Linked DNA regions of Sus scrofa: region 2 is linked to region 1. Evidence: chromatin contacts called from public HiChIP or PLAC-seq data. All regions are on one chromosome and are shown on one strand. The core of a region is the stretch at or near the end of the contact, and the rest is flanking DNA. Distances in the headings are between cores, read along the strand shown. Region 1 holds the start of EXT2 (exostosin-2). Region 2 holds the start of ALKBH3 (alpha-ketoglutarate-dependent dioxygenase alkB homolog 3).

What was found. HiChIP or PLAC-seq counts read pairs in DNA pulled down with a chosen protein or histone mark.
Region 2: a contact with region 1 is called in an H3K27ac HiChIP or PLAC-seq map of alveolar macrophages. The contact joins the promoter of ALKBH3 here to the promoter of EXT2 in region 1. A contact is called at or near these places in 1 of 5 promoter capture datasets (liver), 2 of 47 Hi-C or Micro-C datasets (brain and liver) and 2 of 2 datasets of contacts at active chromatin or transcription factors (alveolar macrophages and skeletal muscle).

The regions. Positions count from the first base shown.
Region 1 is chr2:18,236,447-18,240,735 of Sscrofa11.1, forward strand. It overlaps EXT2 (exostosin-2), which reads right to left and starts at 2,783. Exons shown (of 18, transcript XM_021083158.1): 1 at 2,626-2,783. ACCS (1-aminocyclopropane-1-carboxylate synthase-like protein 1) reads right to left here. Exons shown (of 15, transcript XM_021083160.1): 15 at 2,801-2,878. The coding sequence ends at 2,838.
Region 2 is chr2:18,445,894-18,449,884 of Sscrofa11.1, forward strand. It overlaps ALKBH3 (alpha-ketoglutarate-dependent dioxygenase alkB homolog 3), which reads right to left and starts at 2,392. Exons shown (of 10, transcript XM_003353890.4): 1 at 2,232-2,392; 2 at 14-163. The coding sequence starts at 92. LOC102168147 (a long non-coding RNA gene) reads left to right here and starts at 2,427. Exons shown (of 3, transcript XR_001306861.2): 1 at 2,427-2,574.

The DNA of each region.
Region 1 (4,289 bases), core at 1,533-4,032:
TATCACAGCCCTGACGTGAGCAGAAGTGGCCATCCAGGCTGTGCATTCAGCTTCCTTTGCAGTTCTGCCACAGTTAGGATTAAATTCCGGGCTTGGCTTTCAACACAGTCTGCCTCCAGGTGCAGGAAATGCTGCCTCGGAGCCTTCTGTCTTTCACAGTCGGTCCTGAGTAGATATCTGGCTAATGTGAGCCTGATCACACCTCAGGGTCTCTCGGGGAGACAACAAGAGCCAACCAACTCCACCAGCCTTAGGGGGACCCTTCTGCACACTGCTCAAGCACTAGAGTGCCAGTGCTGGCCAGGGCATCTCACACCCCAACCCACCACCTGTCAGCATCTTACTATTCTAATACTGGGTCTAGAACACATTTCACATAAACCTAAGTGTTTGCTGAAGAAAGGAGTGTCTCTAGCCTTCCTGGTTCCATCAGGGCACATACTGTTCAAGGACCAAGTTTTGAGGAATTATACAGTGATGAACTCTGATTAATTTCTTTCTTGAATTCATTTCCAAAGGAAGAAAAAATGGCTAGGTAATTCCACAGATGGAATTTTCTGTACCTGCCCCCCCCCCCATGACCACCCTTCTCTCCTCTAACACTGAGCTTCCCTGACGAGGACAAACCAAAAGGATCTTCTACTAGTGAATGTTTGTTCCATATAATACACCAACCTGGGTTAAAATAAGAATTTCACAACAGAACCCTACAAACTTTAGCCTCCTTGAGGCACATCAAAACTATCCCTACAATGGGATCACCTGGCCAGATGGCAAGCACTGAATCACTGGAAAAATCTTTCAGTGCCACTCTACTGTCAGAATGATTCGCATTTTCTGTTCCTGGAATTATTTATTCCTAAACTTGGCCTGAGTAACCTTTCCTCGGTGCTTTAGGCTACGTCCAATCCATTTAGTTTTCTTTTCTTTCTCGCTCTCTTTTTTTGGCTTTTTAGGGCTGCACCTGCAGCACAGGGAAGTTCTCTGGCCAGGGGTTGAAACGGAGCTGTAGTCACAGGCCTGTACCACAGCCACAGCACCAGATCCGAGCTGCTTCTGCGACCTATACCACAGGTCTCATAGCAACAACACATCCTCACTGAGTGAGGCCAGGGATTGAACCTTCATTCTCATGGTTACTAGTCAGATTCACTTCACCTGAGCCATGCCGGGAACTCCCAATCCACTTAGTTTTCAATCACAATCTCCTGTCTTAACCTTTTCAGAGAAACCCTCACAGCTGAACTCCTGGGGCTGCTGTTACACTGGAACTTAACCCAACTGTTTCTGAAAAGAAAGGAATCAGATACTGGCAAAAGCAGGAAAATCTGTGATTCATTGCCTTACCTGATAAGGGTCTCTATAATTAAAGTTACATTATAGCTAACCACGCCTAAAAATGGTTTATATAAAAAATAAAGACATGTGCCCCCTTACAAGAATTGTACTATAATGAACACAATGCTTGTAATTAAAGGACTGATAACTACACATGACTTTGGCCCTGCTACACGCCAAGGTCTGTTTTAAGTACTTTGAGTTAACTTATTTCATCTTCCTAACAGTGCCATGTGACAAGCTATTATTATTCTCATTTTACAGATGGGGAAAGTGTAACAAGGACGGCTAAGTAACTTGCCCACTGTCACACAACTAGAAAATGCCAAGGCATATAGAGAATGGCAGCCTAGCTCTGGAGCCGGAGCTCTGTCTAAACCGCCAGGTGAAGCTGCCTCCCCTGCTACCCTTAAAAGCCGGAATTAGATACACCTTTCGCATTGCTCAATGAGCCAGCTGACTTGAGAGAGGCAAAATCTACCCATTCACATGGCCATATGCAACCCCATGGCTCAAGTCAGCAGAAGCCAGGAAGGACAGAAACTGAGTCATATATTTTATCACCATATCTAGCCTTTGAGCTCTGAAGTTTACAAACAAAGTCCAGTTTATCTCCTTAGGGCACTCCATTGACAAAGAAGAACTGAAATTGACACATGTCTATTTCAAGCTATCTTCAGACAAATAAGAACACTTCTAAATTAGCACTTCCCAGTAAGTAACACCAAGGAATTTTAACTTCAAAATTGTATAGATATACCTGTTTCTGCAGCCAGTAGTAAAACTCCAAATGCTTCTGACTTTCAACTACATGCCCAGGGCCGGGACACCACTGGCCACCTTTGACACGGGAGCGCCAGGTCCTGCACAGGACGCCACTGGCCACCACAGGGCCCAAAGCTCAAGAATCCCCGTGGGAGGAAGCAGATCCCTGCAGCTCGCAGGAAAGAGCAGGCAGCGGAGAGGGGTCATGGCAGAGGGTGGGCCCTTCGGAAAGGACGCCACAGGATTCTGGGAGAAAGGAAAGGTGTGAGCAAGGGAGGCAGGTGGGAAACCAAAGTGCAGGGCGGGCCAGGTGGTGAAGGAGAGGGCGGGGCAGAAGTCAAAGCGCCCCCAAAGCGGGAAAGCACCGTGAGTGGCTCCGGTGGGGGTGAGGGTCTCCTCCAGTAGCCCTCCGACCTCCCCGCCGTCCGCGCTCCCCCGGTGATAGGGGCCCGACTCCGCCGCGGCCGGGAGAGGCCCAAGCCAGCACCCAAGGCCCACCAGGCCCTTCCAGGCCGCACTTACCTCGGCCACGGCTGCCTCCTGTTGGTCACCAGCTCATGCCGCTGGGCGTGGGCCACAGCCGCCAAGGAGGGATCGTGCGGAGCTGCGGGTCGCCACCAGCGGTGTCGGCTCTGCTACAGCCAGCGGAGAGCCGAGAGCCGGCAACTGGGCTCGGCGGTCTGACACCGAGGGCACTGCGCATGCGGAAGCCGCCGGGGCCGGGCCCACGCCCTCTACTGGACGGGAGGAGTCAAGGCACCGCTGAGCGTTTCTCCTAGGCGGGCGGGAGAAGCTTAGGTTCCACAGTGAAATTCGAAGACCTGCAGCATCCCTCATAATAAAGAAACTGCAAACCTAAACACCAAGGCATTATGCGTCACTTATAAAATAGTTATAAAACTGACAAAAATTTAAAAGTTTTATTGTAATCACTATTGATGAGCATGCGACATTCTTGAAGGGCAAGTCAGCCTTATCCATCAAATGTAAAATGCTGATAATTTTCCCCAATAACCCCTCTGTATGGAGTCTCCCCTATGGATATTCTCAACAACTATTATCAAAAATATTTATTACAGCGTTGTTTCTAAGAATAGCATAAACCCAGCAACAACCAAAATAAACTATTGAAATTTTTATATTAATCAAAATAAATTATGATTAGAATAATAATGAGAGAAAGAATGTATATTGTTGGTATGGAAAGATCTCAAAGACATGTTAATATGAAAACAGTTTAAAATAGACAAGTATGCTCCCTTTTATGTAATTATATATATATGTGCAAAAACAGAAGAGAGAAAATATATAGGTAGATGCTTAACTTCAGGCATATATATCATTTTTTTCTGGAAGGAATCCAAGAAGCAATAAACAGTTTTAGAGGGATTAATTGTGGAGGTAGATATGGGGAAGAAAAACTTTCACTTTCATTTTATTTCTTTCTTCATTTCATAGTACATGATCTAGTCTTCTACTACACAGCAAAATCCCTATCATAAGACAGTGACTGGAGTCTAAAAAATTCAGTCAAATGCAGGGTAATGTTACGGAGAAGTTAATGAAATGATGCCACTGAATCTATGCAGTCTACAGATATTGGCTGCAGAATCCAAATCCATCTGGTCCCAGCTGTATCTTAGCACCATCTGGTGGAAGTTATCACTTAGAGCTTAAATATTCATGGGGATGATTCTGAGTCTAGAGACCCACTGGGGCTCCCAGAAGCAACAGAGATTCCAGGAATATTCTTGTGAGTTAATGCCTGCTTGTCACAGATCCAGGGAGATTAGGACGAGAATATTCTGAAGGCAGGAAACCCACATTCTGACTCCCCACATCAAGAGAACACTTGCTCTGCTCTCCAAATCTATATCTCCCCCCAAAAAACATTGAGAAATTTAGCATTCGTATACCACATGTGAGAAATGGATAAGTGGAGAGTATTTTCACTTTCTTCTTTGTCTTTCTCTGTATTAAAAGTATACATGTTTTGGAGTTCCCGTCGTGGCTCAGTGGTTAACGAATCTGACTGGGAACTATAAAGTTTCGGGTTCGATCCCTGACCTTGCTCAGTGGGTTAAGGATCCAGCGTTGCCGTGAGCTGTGGCATAGGTCGCAAGACTCGGTTTGGATCCCAAGTGGCTGTGGCTGTGGCATAGGCTGGCAGCAACAGCTCCGATTTG
Region 2 (3,991 bases), core at 1,142-3,641, 210 kb after region 1:
CATAGGTTCTTGCCTGGCTGAGCAATGGCCTGGCTCTTAGCAGGACCAGCCCAGGCTCCCTGCACTCGAGCTCGCCGTCTTTTGTCCTCCATGTTGACCAAAAAGGCTTCTGCTCTTAGCTTCCAGAAGATTTCATTGCCTGATTTAGATCACACAATAGTATCTGTTTAAAAAAAAAAAAAAAAAAGATGCTTTTTAGTTGGAGTTGTGACGGCTTGGACAACCAAGAGGTAATTATAATCTTTTCACGCAGACAAGATGGCTCAATGGCAATCATAGCTTCTACATAAAATCAACTTGTCATCACAATACCTCAATCAAGGAGCCTACTAAATCACCTGGGGATTTTTGTTTGTTTGTTTGTTTGTCTTTTTGCCTTTTCTAGGGCCGATCCTGCAGCATATGGAAGTTCCCAGGCTAGGGGTCTAATCGGAGCTGTAGCTGCCAGCCTACGCCAGAGCCACAGCAACGCCGGATCGTCAACCCACTGAGCAAGGCCAGGGATCGAACCCGCAACCTCATGGTTCCTAGTCGGATTCGCCAACCACTGAGCCACGACGGGAACTCCTTTGGGATGTTGTTTTTAATGTTTATCTTTTGTAATGCTTATTTTAGCACAGTACTTTCATTTCATTCACAAGAAAGTAAATGTTAAAAAATTCTAAGGAGTTCCTGTTGTGGCTCAGCAGGTTACAAATCCAACTAGTGTCCCTGAGGATGCAGGTTCAATCCCTCACCTTGCTCAGTGGGTTAAGGATCCTGCATTGCCATGAGCTGCAGTGTATGCTGGCAGCTGCAGCTCCAATTTGACCCCTTCCATATGCCACAGGTGCAGCCCTAAAAAAGCAAAAATAAACAAACAAAAACTAAAAAAACTAAACCCAGGATCTATCATAAAATACATTACTCTTGTGAGTCTCCCAAGAGCAGAATATTAGAAAACTATAAAATTCCACCTACGTGAACACTCAGAAATAGGCTAAGACTCAGTTTCCTAGGGCATTTCCATATTCCATTATCACAGGCTGCATCAAACTTCTATGGGAGCTTGTTAAAAATACCCATGGCCTGTCTTAGGAGATCTGATGTAGGATGGATACAGGTATTTGTAACAAGACATGATTATAAGACATAAGAGAGCATCACAAACAAGTATATAAGGACCACAAGTTAAGTGGCTCACCCTGTGTCACCCAGGAAATCAATCAGTAGTAGGCAGATTAAAGTTCAAATGTTATTGTGTTTCAGTATTCAGCTAATTAAAAAATCCACCTCATAATGCCCAGTAACACTAATTCAACATTTTTGCTAATGAAAGTTTAACCTACAGCAAATATAGGAGCATGCACAGCCAAAACAAAACAAAAACGCGAAGGTTCTGGGCACCTTCTGAACCTAAAATCCATTTCTTCATGGGTCTAAGACAGCTTTACATCTCAAGTTCTCAAAGGTAACAGGCTCACTGTATAGCTAATTTAGCCTAGATTCCCAGCCCCACCCCCAGACCTTCCGATTTCAGTAGAAACAGGCTGGCCTCGGGAATGTGTATGTATAACAAATTCCCCCTTGTACTAAGTCAGGCTTCTCGTTTAATAGGTGGGGAGAGGACAGAGGCTGCCATCTGCCTCAATAGTGAATGACAGAATCAAATACCAACTTTCCAATCCCACAAGATTTGTAGAGGAAGCCGCCGTTTGACATTTTCTCTCAACTGAGGCCTTAAAAGCTTAACATGACAATTATCTATCGCTCTTGCTCTGTTCACGGGGAAACGATGTGTTATACTTCCCACGGCTTTTGAAAATACAGCTTCCAGAGCCCCATTCCTGACCTACTGCATTTTCAGTGTCCCAGAAACTGTTAACTAACCCCACCGTCCATGCCAGGATTCTTTACCCAAATTATGCATGAGAACCTGGGGCAGTGCAGAGCAAGGGCTCTGGCACCAAAGGACTCGCTGTGAATCTTGACAGTTCTCAGCTGCAGGCCTGGGGCAAATGACTTCACCTTTCTGAGCCCGTTTCTTCCTCTGTAAACAGAGGAACCAATACTTTCCTCACGGTCGAAGTGCATATTAAGCGATCCTCGCAGGTGCAAGAGCCAGGTCCTCTCACTAAGGTTTGGCAACTTTCCCTATTTTCGACCCTGCATAAGGTCCCTGCGGTCGTCCGTGAAGGGCAGTCCCCACACTCGCAGCCCCGGGCACCTTGCGGGAAGCCAGGAGACCGCACCTGCCCTCGGAGCCGGGCGCGCAGGTTCAAAGCCGCTGGTCCTAAAACAAACCCCGCTGCTCCCGCTGCTTCAGCCTGCTCCACCGCCTGCTGTCGGGGGAACCTTGAGAGTGGAGCACCGACTCCAGTAACTGCCAACCGCAGGCCGCGGCAACAGGCACTTCCTCTGACGTCACGCGCCGCCGCTACTTCCGGCGCCACCGCCCGAAATCCGGGTAGCTCTGCATCCTCGGCGGCGAGAGGGCCGAGTCGCTGAAGGTGCAGGTGGGAGGGCTGGGCTTCGAGGGGAGCACAGAGACTGAAGGTGCGGTGGAACCCCGAGAGGGGCAGGGATGTGGCGAAGGTAGGAATGAAATGTGTTTCCAAGGTCGAGGTCCCTCTAAACATCACCCTCACACGTTCCCTTCTCCCAAACTGGAGACGTCCAAGCTCCCTCCCACCTCTTTGGTCTGTGCCGAGAGAGCGACTGAGTACTAGGGAGGGCTGGTGGAAGGGCGGAGGCATTCGGGAACTTGGTCATAATGTGCTGAAAGAAAGGATTTGACTTTTACCCTAAAAGCCATTGATAGTGTAAGGTGCACCTACTTTATCTTCCAATTGCCGCCTGTACATACCTAAGTCATAGCACTTAGCACAGGACTGGGGACCACGCCTTATTCATCATGGTTCTACAGTGCTAACAAATTTTGCTTTAGAGTCTATATGCCATCATTTACTAGGCGTATAATCTAGGTCGAGTACCCTGCTTCTGTATAAAGTGGACTTAGGCTCTCTCGGGAGGATTTAAATGAGACAGTGCATTTAAATAATTTAGCACAATGCCTGGAACGCAATGGATACTCAGTAAAGGTTGATAGAAGAGTGTCTTCCCTTCACCCCGAGTTCTTGAGAAACATCTTTAAATTAGCCATGTTAAACCAAGTACCTCACAGTGTGAAAATAGCGAAAGTAGCACTAAATGAACTACTTTGTGCACGTTTTTCTCTAAGCTCTACCAAAGGATAGGTAGTCACTGTGGAAGTCTTCAAAATATACTTTATATTATATAGTGCTACCTTCAGGAAGCTCAGTGTACCCCATCAACAACCCTCAATTGTTGCTACTATCAAGTCTAATTTCATAGCATCCATTATTCTCTGTTATACTTTGTGACATTGAAGGGAAATGATTTATCCTTGAACTGAAAGGAGAGGAAAATGGTAAGTTCAGCCTGTAATTTTTATCTCCCCTGCCCCCATCAACTAATACTGTTTCAGTGTCTGCTCCTAACTCAGGAACTTATCTGTATCTTCCAAAGGATGTCATTTCTTTCTTTTCAATGATTATCGTTTTGGAACAGGAACAAAGAAGTCCTGGATTGTCCTCAAAGTAGAACATTTCTTAAAAATCAGTCCATGGTCTGCTTGCACCCCCAAATAACCACGTCACCTCTAACAGATTTAATAGAATCGCCTGTATTTTTTTTACCAAGTGCCCAAGGTAATTCTGAGAATGTTTGAAAACCTTTGGGATGCATGTAGGGTGACAAATTGTTCCAGTTTGTCTGGGACTTAGGTTTCCCAGGACACAGGACATCAAGTGCTAAAGCTGGAACAGTGCTGGGAAAACCAAGATGGTTGGTCACACTGTAAACATGTGGGTGTATAGTTTTAGAAAGATGTTCTCCATAGGTCTTGGCATCCTGGGTTTCCTCATTTCTATTTGCAGTATTTGTGTTTTTGTTAGGGGGCGGTAGTGGAAACCATGGGAGAGAGAATGAA